3 separate regions of the Hordeum vulgare genome follow, and regions 1 and 3 are each linked to region 2. Evidence: chromatin contacts called from public Hi-C data. All regions are on one chromosome and are shown on one strand. The core of a region is the stretch at or near the end of the contact, and the rest is flanking DNA. Distances in the headings are between cores, read along the strand shown. Region 1 has its middle 200 kb from the start of LOC123448625. Region 2 holds the start of LOC123448623. Region 3 holds the start of LOC123448625 (ATP-dependent Clp protease proteolytic subunit-related protein 3, chloroplastic).

Region 1 (3,928 bases), core at 679-3,178, 580 kb before region 2:
ACACCTTCGGAGATACCTGTAGAGCATCTTTATAGTCACCCAGTTACGTTGCGACGTTTGATACACACAAAGCATTCCTCCGGTGTCAGTGAGTTATATGATCTCATGGTCATAGGAACAAATACTTGACACGCAGAAAACAGTAGCAACAAAATGACACGATCAACATGCTACGTCTATTAGTTTGGGTCTAGTCCATCACATGATTCTCCTAATGATGTGATCCCGTTGTCAAGTAACAACACTTGCCTATGGCCAGGAAACCTTGACCATCTTTGATCAACAAGCTAGTCAACTAGAGGCTTACTAGGGACAGTGTTTTGTCTATGTATCCACACAAGTATTGTGTTTCCAATCAATACAATTATAGCATGGATAATAAACGATTATCATGAACAAAGAAATATAATAATAACTAATTATTATTGCCTCTAGGGCATATTTCCAACAATTGGAAGATTAGGGGTTAAACCTGGCCGAGCAAATTCCCTGGGCCGATGAACCGGAGATCGGCTCTCCCAAAACCCGGAAGAATAGTCTGGCTGATCTCTTGCTATTAGACAAGACGCCGACCCAGATCCGAACTATGTAAGTTTCGGATGGCCTGACCCCGACCTATGCTTAGTATGGCTTCAAGCCCGGTCACAGGGAATTTTATTTCCCACACAGGCGAGGATAGTTGGCTTGCTCGTTGAAGCAGCCCTTCCAGAAACCTCGGAACTTCTGAAGTTTGGGACGGTAATGGGAATCCATGGTGCAACGGGAACAAGCATCGGCACAACGGTGGCAAAGTAGAAGACATGACAGTCAATGCCGAGTCAGCAACTCAAGGTCTAGACCGCGGAAGAAACCCTCTAAGGGGAATCGGGATGGACATACCACACTGGAAAAAGTACTAGAGAAGCCTTGCGAGATATATGACACCTCAAACAATCCCGCTACTCACACCAATCGTAATTGTTGGGTTATCAAATAGCGAGCAAACCCACATCCCAGGACGATGGCAAGAGTCCCCACAATGAGGACGATCATGACCCTCATAGGTTGAACAATGGAGGGCAAAAACAATCCCCTCCGGACGTTAAAAGTGTGAACATGATCTACGTGACACACATACCGAAGAAGGAGAGGAAACACGAGCTTCGATATGTTTATGCCATAGAACCCATGGCCCCAAAGTATAACCCATGGTCGGCATGTGTAACAACCCGAAACCGACGCGCCAGAAGATTTCCCTTTTATTCCATTGTCGTCGTGTTAATTACTTGTCACATTCATCATCGCATCATGCACATCATCCGCATTGCATCGGCACTCCGTTGTTGTTATATTTTCAAAACTTATATCTAGTTGCTGGTTCTCTCCGTTTTTGTCGTTGACCGTTTTGAGACTAAACACACACGCACACGCCCGCGACACCGTTAAAATATTGTTTTAAATGGTGTGTATAAAATATTCTTGGATGGGGTTCAAACTTGGTGTGCGGTCTTATTTTAATGAAGGTATGCCGCGTGTCAAATTTTTGTCGCAATCGTAGGTCGTTTGATACCCGAACCGTTAAACCTATAGCGTCACTATAGCCGATATATTTATTGAACGTTTCGGTGTTCTAAAACACGTGTCACGGGCCACAACCTCACTCTCTTCTCAACCCACAACCCCTCTACACAACCAACTAGCCCACCTAGCAAACCCCCTCCGATCAGAGCCGTCGGATCGCGATGCAATGGCCCGAAATCTGTGCGAAACCCCCCAACCTAGCACCTCGTCCCTATTTAAACAACCTCCTTCAAATAACCTCTCCTGCCTAATTTGGACCCAATCCCTAGCCAACTCAATTTCCGTGCCACCCCAACAGCCAGTCACCACCTCTCTCCTCCCAGCAGCCGAGGCCCGCCCGAGCCCACAACCGTCATGCCCCAGTCTGCCAAGCCCCGCTTCCCCAAACCCTAGTGCTCGAGAGCTCCTGCCCGAGCTCTCCCCGCACCGCCGCCAACCGCCGTCGCGCCTCGTCGAAGGACGACCCCGCCACCTTGTCAAACCTGCAGCTCCGGCCGCGCCACCCTAGCCCCTCATTGGAGGTCGGCTTGTCGTAGCCCCACGGCGACTGGATCTCCTCGCCGCTGCACCTGCCATGGCTCTTGCCGGAGTTCCTCCCGCCGACCATGGTGCCTGCCGCCCTAAGCTCGCCTTCCGCTGTTGGGAACGGGTAGATCCGGCACCGGACGACTGGATCCGGCCATCCCTGACCGCGCCTCGCCGCCAGTGCCTGGCCCCGGCCTGGCCATGCCCCGCTATCGTCGCAAGCCGCCATGGCTGTTGCGAGCCGCAACCTCGCTCGCCCATGCGAGGGCCACCCTGGGACAACAACCGCTGCCAGCGCCTGGGCTGGCCTTGCCTTGCTTCGGGCCAAGGTCCATCAACATCGATCCGCCAGCCTGACCCCAGCCACAACCTCCTTATCTCCCGCAAGGCCGAGCCGCCAGCCCACCGCCTCCTCTCTGACCTGGGTCGAGCCCAGCTAGGCGAGCTTTCCCCGCCTGAGCTATCCCTCGCCGTGGGCGTGTTGTTGTTATAATGCACACGTCTTGCTTTTCCAGTTTGGGCCAGATTCATTATTTTTTTCGTGTTTGCGATTTTAGCTAATTTCCATGGCATTGTTAAATTACAGAAAATTGCATAATTTTAAAACGCTCATATATATTTATCCGTGCATCATATGAAAATATTTTAGATATGTAAAATGTTCATAATTTTGTGTAGATTAATAATCAGCAACTTTCATGCATGTTAAAAATATTTAAATGTGTTGTTTAATTAAATTTGTGTAGATGTCATATTAAAATGACTTAATTCATATCTAAATAACCGTACACCGGATTAAGATGATTTCAACATGTAAATTGCTTAGAATTTTTTGTAGTTTCACAATAACCAACTTGCATCCATGTTAAAAATATTTAACTTGCTGTTTTCATTTAATTTACTTTAGGCCATGTTAAAAATGATTTATTTTATAACTAATTGACCGTAGCTCCGACTAAATTGTTCCACATATGTAACTTGGCTAGAAAAATGTGTACAATAACATGTAGCATTTATTTTCTTGTTTAACAAATCTGAAATAGTATTTAGGTAGATCTGTAGCAGATTCGAATTTACTTATGGGGACTTTTCGGAATTATTGATTTTTGTTCCGCCTCATTTAAAATTGCTTAGAATTCACGTAGCTCCATGATATCTTGGTGCATCAATGTTTTGAAAATATTATGGATGTCATTTTCATGCATTTTGCATTCATGCGTATAATCTTGCGATGATCATATCTTTTAAACCGCAGCTCCATTTTAAATGATTAATATATGTAAATCGACTAGAATGACATAGAATCACATGAACCGCTTTATTTTGTTGTTTAATAAATATAAAATGTGTTTAGTAAAAATCTGGAAAGATTTCGAAATTAACATGTGGGGTCGTTTTGGAAATCCTATAAGTTGTTTCCGATCTCATTTAATATGCCTAGTTAGTTTAGTTCGTTTGTGCGTTACCTCTTGTCATGTTAAACTACACCAGCAAAAGGGCTCATGCGTTGCAACGGGAGAAAAAAATACCACACACTCTTAATTTATAAAAAATGTTCTATAATATGAGAATTTGTAGTTACGACACAAATAAAGATGGTCTTATCCTACAAAAGTGCAGTTTAAAATTTCACAAGTCTTGCATGTAAATTTAATACGTACAAAGAATCAGTCAAGTGACCTTCAGTTTCATCTCTAATCCTGATTTTGTTGACGTGTTCATCCCCAACCAGGATGAGTACCGGTATAAAAGAAAGACGAATAATGACTTATTTATTAAGATTGCACCCTAGATAGTATTTTTATTAAACGTTTAACAGATAAAATAATATCATATTTAAATT
Region 2 (3,867 bases), core at 419-2,918:
TTTTCCTGATCATCTCATCAATAAAAGCCCTCTGCTCCACACAGTATTCTTCCCACCTCTCTTATCCTCTGCTTTCTTCTCTGCTTCAGCCTTCGCTCGATGCTCTTCCAAGTCCAAACTAGCCCATGCACGACGACCTCTTTCACGAATCTCAGTCACTGCCCTGTCCGGCATTTTCGTGTCGATCCAACGATAGTACATGCACAGAGGAGGAGGAGACTACAAAAAAAATATAAATATATATATCAAGCTAACAATAATATCTACAACGTGTTTATTCTTGATGACTGAAACATACCGGAGGACTGATGTATGCTGAAGGAGCAACGATTGGATCTTCCTCATAATTGGCGCACATGAAAAACTCCATGCCCAACTAATCTGAAAAATCCGTCATCTCGTTCACCTTGCAGAGATCACCACACCAACAACGCAGTACTTCCACCCCCCGAGGCAAGTTCGCACTCTTCATTTTCCTAGGCCTAATGCTTTGATCCAAACAAGGCAAACTCATGCTGAATACGAAAGAAGTGTGACACATTAAGGCGAAGTGTGGCTGGATGCTGGCGAAGAGTGTTTCAGTGCCTTCTTTTATAGGCTTAGGCGGATGTGTAGGCGGGAAAATATGGCGTGAAGAGGTTCCCTGCTGGCGAAATAATGGACGGGAAAAATGAGCATGTGATAGATTCCTGACAACCTCAAATGAGCGCCGGCCAGCGCCACTTTCGGCGCGAGGAAACAGTACCTGCCGCCTCGGGCGGTGGCGGCAGGGCCCCACAGCTGCGCCCGTTCCGTCGAGTGCGGGGGCTATAACGGAAACCCTATCGGCCGCTTCGAGTCGTGGCGGTAGGCCCCAGCCGCCTCGGGCGGTGGCGGCAGGTGACGCGCTTCGCCTGGCGCGCGAGCCGCCACGGTGGGTGAGGGTCTTTTCTGCTACTTTCGTTTAGAGATGGTCCTTTCCGACAAATAGACTCGGTTAAGGGTCCTTTTTGAACAAAAAATCGGTATTGTGTGGCAAAAGTAAAAAAACGAAAGAAAGAAAGAGAGGCAAGGTCAACGTCCGGAAACAGGCAGGGAGCCGAAACGAGAGCTCCTAAGAGCATGGTTAATAGTATAGCCAATCGCTGGCTATAAGCAGTCTTATAGTCCGTTTTATAGCTAGCTTGTACAATACTTAGCTATAAAAGAGTACTACTTTTGTCATATATGGCCCACCTTTCATCCTCACAAAGCACCTAGGAGCACGTGCTAGAGCTGGCTCTTTACGAAGAGCCCGCTTCTCTTCTCTCTCCTCTTCTCTCTCATCCAACTCAGCAAAAATATAGTATTTTAATCCTTACAGCCTGCTGACTGTAACTTATTGTACTTGCTCTAAAATCGAATCGAATCACTTAACTTTCCCGTTTTAACGTTATGAACCCCCTACGTAACCGCCAATAACTCCTCCGCACGCAATGTTGAGGGAACGGAACGGAACGGACCGGACCGTCCTCCAACGGTACCTATATTGGCAGATAAAACTGACCAGGAGGCCCCTGTTGGTCACCCCAAATCGCGCGCCGACCCTCGATAGCACAGTCTAACCTGTCGCGCCGCTGCCGTATCATTGGTGGTCGCCGCGGCGCCGTCTATTATCGTACTACTAGTATTATATTTGCCCCTTCAATTTCCTCTCTGCCTGCTTTTTTCTCTCCGCGACGCAACAACGCAAACGTTTTGGTTCCTTCCTTCCTTGCCTGCTTTCGTCTCGTCTCCTCTCGTCTCCTCTCCTCTCCACGCCCGCCGATCCCACCACAGGGGACCAGGGACGATGGTCGACACCAGGCGGAGCGCCGCGGCCAAGCGCCCCTCGGACGACGACGACGACGACAAGGGCTCGCCGCCGCCGCCGGCGGACCAGGCGCCGGGGGCCGAGGCCCAGTCGTCGGGCGCCCGCAGGCCCGGCAAGCGCGCCAAGGTCCGGATCTCCCCCTGCATGCGCCGCGCCCGCCTTGATCCTATCTTGCTCATCACACAACGCTCTTGTTCTTCGCAGGCTACGGCGGCCGAAGAGGATACAACCAAGACGGCGGCGCCGGCGACAGATGCGTCCGAGGCTGCTATCGCCACCGGTCCGCCGGTCGCACCGCCGGACACCACCGGCCTGCAGGCTCTCACCGGCGCCATGGACAGGCTGGAGGCCTTCCTGAGGTCAGGGGAGGCGGCGTCGAATTCGGACGGTACGAGTCTCCCCTTTTGGATTATGGTCTGGTGGCGCCCAAAGACTGCCCCTTTTCGGCTGGGGCCTTCAGACCGCTTATGGTCTGATGATTTTTCTCGCTTGCGCAGGGCAAAAGCGTGGCGCCACTGGCAAAGATTTATCCGCCATGTTGAAGAGGGCCAATGATTTGTCGGCCAAGGCCACATCCAATAAACGCCAGGGGGCACTGGGCAGCAGGCGCCAGGAGCCCTGGTGTAGACTAATCTCACAGTATGCCACGGTGCGTCTTCTTTCTATCTCTTTTTACTCATCAAATCGAATTGATTTGAGTTCCCTTTTTTCTGTGCACTTGCAACATAATTTCGTGCCAATATCATCAATAGCAAAACCCGTGCTGTTAAACCTCTTCTTCCATCTAAGAATAGTTTGTTTTGGCAAACAATCTTTTTTAGTGAAAGCATTTCATTTCAGTCTCAAGTGTGTATTTGTACACCGTTACATGAAACCCCTGATATTCCAACCAATATGTTTGCTGAATTGCTGGTTCCTCTTACATCACTTTAGGATGTATTCAGGGTCTCATAGAAATATCTCTCTTCAGTGTCCTGGTCCCGAGTCCTGAATTGAGATGTATATATTTATACATTCCCTCTTGTGTTTCCTCTCGAGTCTACTACTAGAGATATACAATGTTGGTTACGAGAAAATTGCAATCAGTTAACTTGTCAAACACCATGCTTACATCTTTGGAAACATTTCTTAAACACGCACCACTGTTTCAGTAGGCCAAGTACTGCGGGTGTATTGTTATCTTACTGTTTGGTGCATTATGTTTTTGCTGCTTCTTGAGCTTCCTGGTCCAGTCAACCACATAACTATTGCAATCTTTCAAAAAATTGGTTTGGAAGTAGCGATGTTATTGAATTAATGTAGATTTATACATAACCGGGATCCAAGTAACCAAGTTTACTTGCCTAAATATTTTTTTTTTTTTGATTTGAAGAGACTGCATAATACTCCCTCCGTTCCTAAATATAAGTCTTTTAAGCGATTTCACTAAGGGTCTACATACGGAGCAAAATGATTGAATCTATACTCTAAAGTATGTCTATATACATCCGTATGTAGTTCACTAGTGAAATCTCTACAAAGACTTATATTTAGGAACGGAGGGAGTACTCCCTTGTACCTTAATACTGTACTTGTTGTTGGGCAACACTAATACAAGTACCCCCAACTACAAGTATTGTGTATCTCAAAAAAAAAAAACTACAAGTATTGTGGTACAGAGGGAGTAGTGCTTAACAAGTTCATCACAGACTAGCAGCTCTTCATTTAGTTGACTGCAGTTCTATTCGTTTTGCAGGATCCTTCCCTTCCTATTCATTCCTCCTATTTTACTGTTGGTTATGGAGCACAATATGATTTGAGACTGGGCGAGTCATCTACTAGCTCGCTTGTTTGTAAACTGAAGCTTGCTACTAAGGTATAATTTTTCCTGGAAAATTTAGGAGTTCCCGTGTTATGCACTTGGTTTACCTCCTAATACCCCTCTTTTTTTATGTTGACCTTTTGATATTAGCGAGGTGCTCTACTTGAAATACATGAGCCCAAAGTTGTTCGTGTAAATGGCAAGGCTTTGGACAAAAATGCTAAAGTTACCCTAA
Region 3 (3,553 bases), core at 210-2,709, 780 kb before region 2:
TTACATACTAGGATTGAGCAATCCAGATGCACACATAAATAGCTATGGGATAAATCACCTAACATAACAGCACACAAAACTATGCAAACAACAGGTCCAACAGCTAAGGGGCTGTTCGGCAATCCACCGGCTCCCTGTAATTCAAGAATCTAAGGAGTGCCTATTGGCCAGCTCCACGGTTTTGAACGGCAGCTCCACCCGCTCCTGGAGCGGAGTAGCGGAGTGGAAGGTTTCCGAACACGCCTTAAATATGCATGTAAGTTGAAAAATATTAATCTACATGAAATTATACACGTTTTACATATATAACTTATTGTGATCCGTTGCACGGTTTAAAATATACGGGCATTTTAAAATAATACATTTTCCTGAGATCCCTCGCAAAAATTAAATAAATTCATGGATCTAAACAAAGTCAACTAGTTAGCAAGCACTAATTCGACAGCTTTTGAGCGATCACTTCGACGCACCACCACATATCGTGTTCTGAGCGTTCTCCTTAGATTTTATTTTATTTTATTTTTAGCACATGTTTTCGGCTTTTTAGAGCGGTTTTTTCGGTTTTTTTGTTCCCGATTTTCATTGGTCTTTTGTAGCTTTCGAAAGAAGAAAAAAATTCAAAAAAAATTGCGCGGAAAAACATATTTTTATGAGAGGTACGGTTTTGCTATCGCGAGAGGCACGGCCGTGCCTCTCGAAAAGGGAAAAACGCGTTTTCTGTTTTCTTTGTAAAAAACACGGTCGTGTCTCTCGAAAAAGAAAACATGTGTTTTCTGCTCTCTTTTTTCCTGCGAGAGGCACAGTTTTGCCTTAACGAGAGGCATGACTGTGCCTCCCAGAAATGAAAAAAAATCGTGTTTTCTACTTCTTTTTTTTCGCGAGAGGCACGGTTCTGTTATCGCCTCTCGGTAATGAAAAAACGTGTTTTCTGCTCTTTCTTTTTTCGTAAGAGGCACGATTTTGCTTTCGCGAAAGAAACAATTTTGTCTTCGCGAGAGGCATGGTCCGTGCCTCTCGGAAAAGGAAAAAACACATTTTCTGTTTTTTTTCTATCGCGTGAGGCATAATTTTTTTGTTTGTTTTTTTGTATGAAAATAAAGTTCATCAAAACCTAATTTCAACGTGAGAAACCTAACAGTGAAAATGATTCAAGATTTGAACGCACGGTTTAGGAGATAAAAACATTTTGAAATACGGATCTACGAAAAAAGGAAAATTTCCAGGTTACGACAAGTGACACGCATGTAGTGCACTATTTTTCGTAATATTAAAAATGAGAGTAATCGTTGAAAGGTGTATTCCTCAACTAATGATTTCGGACAAATAGGGATTTCCAAAAATCGATCCATCACACAGGAGTTGAGAGAAAAAATGATACTTTTCTCTTCTAAGAACATACTTCAGCCCAGAAGGCCCCATGGTTTCATTCAGCCCATGCTCTCTTTCAAAGGACAAGGCCCAGAGCTCAGGCGTCAGGCGTCAGCTCCAACCAAATTATCCACACACACACCACTCCCCGAGCTCGCTCGCACGCCGCGGCCGAGTAACACCACCACCGGGCACCATGGCCTCCTCCTTCCTTTCCCTACGCCTCCCTACCCCTTCCCCGCCCACCGCGACGTCGTCCCCATTCTTCCCGAATCCCCTAGCCCGGTCCGGAAGGTGCAGTCCGCCGTCATCTACCCTCGTGGCGCGTGTTGCTGGGTCGGCGGCGGGGGCTCCGTCGCCGTTGTTCAACCCGAGGGGCGACCCGTTCCTATCCACGCTAGCCGCTGCTTCTCCAGAGCAGCTCGCAGCAGCTGCGGGTGGCGAGCGCCGCGGAGAGGACCACCTGCCGTTCCTCGAGATCTTCCAGAACGCCAAGCTGATGTCTTCGCCCGCGCAGGTGATTTAGTGCTTTCGCGCTCACTTTCTTCGTGCTTGTATGGACTGCGGTAGTATGATACGATGCTGGTCTCACCACACACTTAGAAATGGAAGAAAGAAGCTGAAATTGAAACCTGGTGCTCATTTGGGCGGCTATAGGTACACTACATGCAAACCATTTCTTGGGATTGTTTTTCTTCTCCATTTTGTTAGTGGTTGTCAGAATTATGTGATCCATGTATTAAGTCGTAAAACATGTCAAGGCTCTGCTCAGTGCCAGCTAACATGTTTAATTAGGTTGCTATCCTAAAGGGTTCTAGTTGTACATTTGTGACACATATTACCCAATTTAGTGGAACTTTTATCGAAATATCAGATTTTGGTGACTTTTAACACGGTAATTCCTCAAATTTACATTTTTCTTGTTTATTCTAGATAGGATTGACATGTTGCGTTCATAATTTGTAGAAAAAATTGTAAAGATCAGAGGACATCGTTGACGATCATGTCCAGACTTCTTTTGTCCATCTGTTCCATTCTTCATCATCGTCCATATATTTTTGGATCCCGGGCGTCACCTCACACCTTGCCTGATGGACATGCATCAGAAAACGAGTGTCCAAAGCTTCCAAAAGGGGTATTATAGACGAATTTCCACTCGATAGGGTAATTAGTGTCAAAAATGTACAACTACAGGGTAAAAAGAGGAATTCACTCAAATAATAACCTACTAGCAAAAATATATCTACTGCTGGAGTATGTGCAGGATTTTACAAACTTAGCTCAGACGAATACACATATCATGTTGCACATTGAGGTTCCAATCTGTGAACCTGCTTCCTTGCATATAAATGCCTTTGTGCTTTACTTCTGAAATTGCTAAAGTTTACATATGCGGACTTTGATCTTTGATATATAGGAGTTTATTGCAAAATGTGCTCCGCTTAACTGAAATTGTCAAATTGGCAGGTGGAACGTTCTAGCAGCTCTTACAGTCAGCACAGTCCTAGAAGGCCTCCTCCGGATTTGCCATCATTGCTTCTACATGGCCGGATTGTTTATATTGGCATGCCGGTATGAATCTGCACCAAGGTTCAGTACGAAAACTTTCTATGGTATTCTTCTATTTTGAATCTATGGATTCAAAATATGCTGATAAGTATGTATGAGTGAATCAACTAGCCTGGATAAAATATACTCCCTCCATTTTTACATACAAGACCACTTCGTTTTTCGTGTCAAACTTTGACTTATAATTTTAGTGAACAAAATATGGTTTTTATGTCATAAAAAATATATTATCAAAAAGTTCTTTGAAATGTGCATCCAATGACATACTTTTTATGACATATGACTCACATTTTGTTTGTAAAATTAATGGTCAAAGTTAGACATAGAAATATGAAGTGGCCTTGTATTAGTAGATGGAGGGAGTAAATAATTTGATGCAATGTTATATCCTGAGCTATCAGACAGACAGACACTGAATGAGCGTCTTCCTACCCTAGCCGCCTCTAGGAGCAGGCGACGAGGGAGGTGTTCTCTTCCACCGGATCTCCATCGGTCAGGGTGTTGGCCCCTCTCCCTCCGACCGCTACCTCGGCGGTAGGAGGGAGAGGGACCCCGTTCCTCCGGTGTGTAGTTAGGGTTTGGATCTGTAGGTCGTGATGCGTCGTTGAGGTGGTGG

The links. Hi-C and Micro-C count contacts between places; a contact is called where the count stands out from the background.
Region 1: a Hi-C map of leaf shows a contact between it and region 2, with 7 times the contacts expected there. The contact joins the enhancer-like site here to the promoter of LOC123448623 in region 2. A contact is called at or near these places in 4 of 6 Hi-C or Micro-C datasets (leaf and seedling) and 1 of 1 datasets of contacts at active chromatin or transcription factors (embryo).
Region 3: a contact with region 2 is called in a Hi-C map of seedling, with 4 times the contacts expected there. The contact joins the promoter of LOC123448625 here to the promoter of LOC123448623 in region 2. A contact is called at or near these places in 3 of 6 Hi-C or Micro-C datasets (leaf and seedling).

What each region holds. Positions count from the first base shown.
Region 1 is chr4H:359,769,976-359,773,903 of MorexV3_pseudomolecules_assembly, reverse strand. No RefSeq gene overlaps it. Among protein-coding and RNA genes, the nearest start is that of LOC123448625, 200 kb to the left of the region's middle. Within about 2 kb of position 1,928, at least 3 of the 3 cell types and tissues checked have open chromatin away from gene starts, as enhancers often do. A contact at or near this core is called in leaf and seedling, where this site is marked.
Region 2 is chr4H:359,186,946-359,190,812 of MorexV3_pseudomolecules_assembly, reverse strand. LOC123448623 reads left to right here and starts at 1,668. Exons shown (of 28, transcript XM_045125576.1): 1 at 1,668-1,957; 2 at 2,036-2,219; 3 at 2,329-2,480; 4 at 3,567-3,686; 5 at 3,783-3,867. The coding sequence starts at 1,811.
Region 3 is chr4H:359,968,663-359,972,215 of MorexV3_pseudomolecules_assembly, reverse strand. It overlaps LOC123448625 (ATP-dependent Clp protease proteolytic subunit-related protein 3, chloroplastic), which reads left to right and starts at 1,459. Exons shown (of 10, transcript XM_045125577.1): 1 at 1,459-1,885; 2 at 2,836-2,940. The coding sequence starts at 1,565.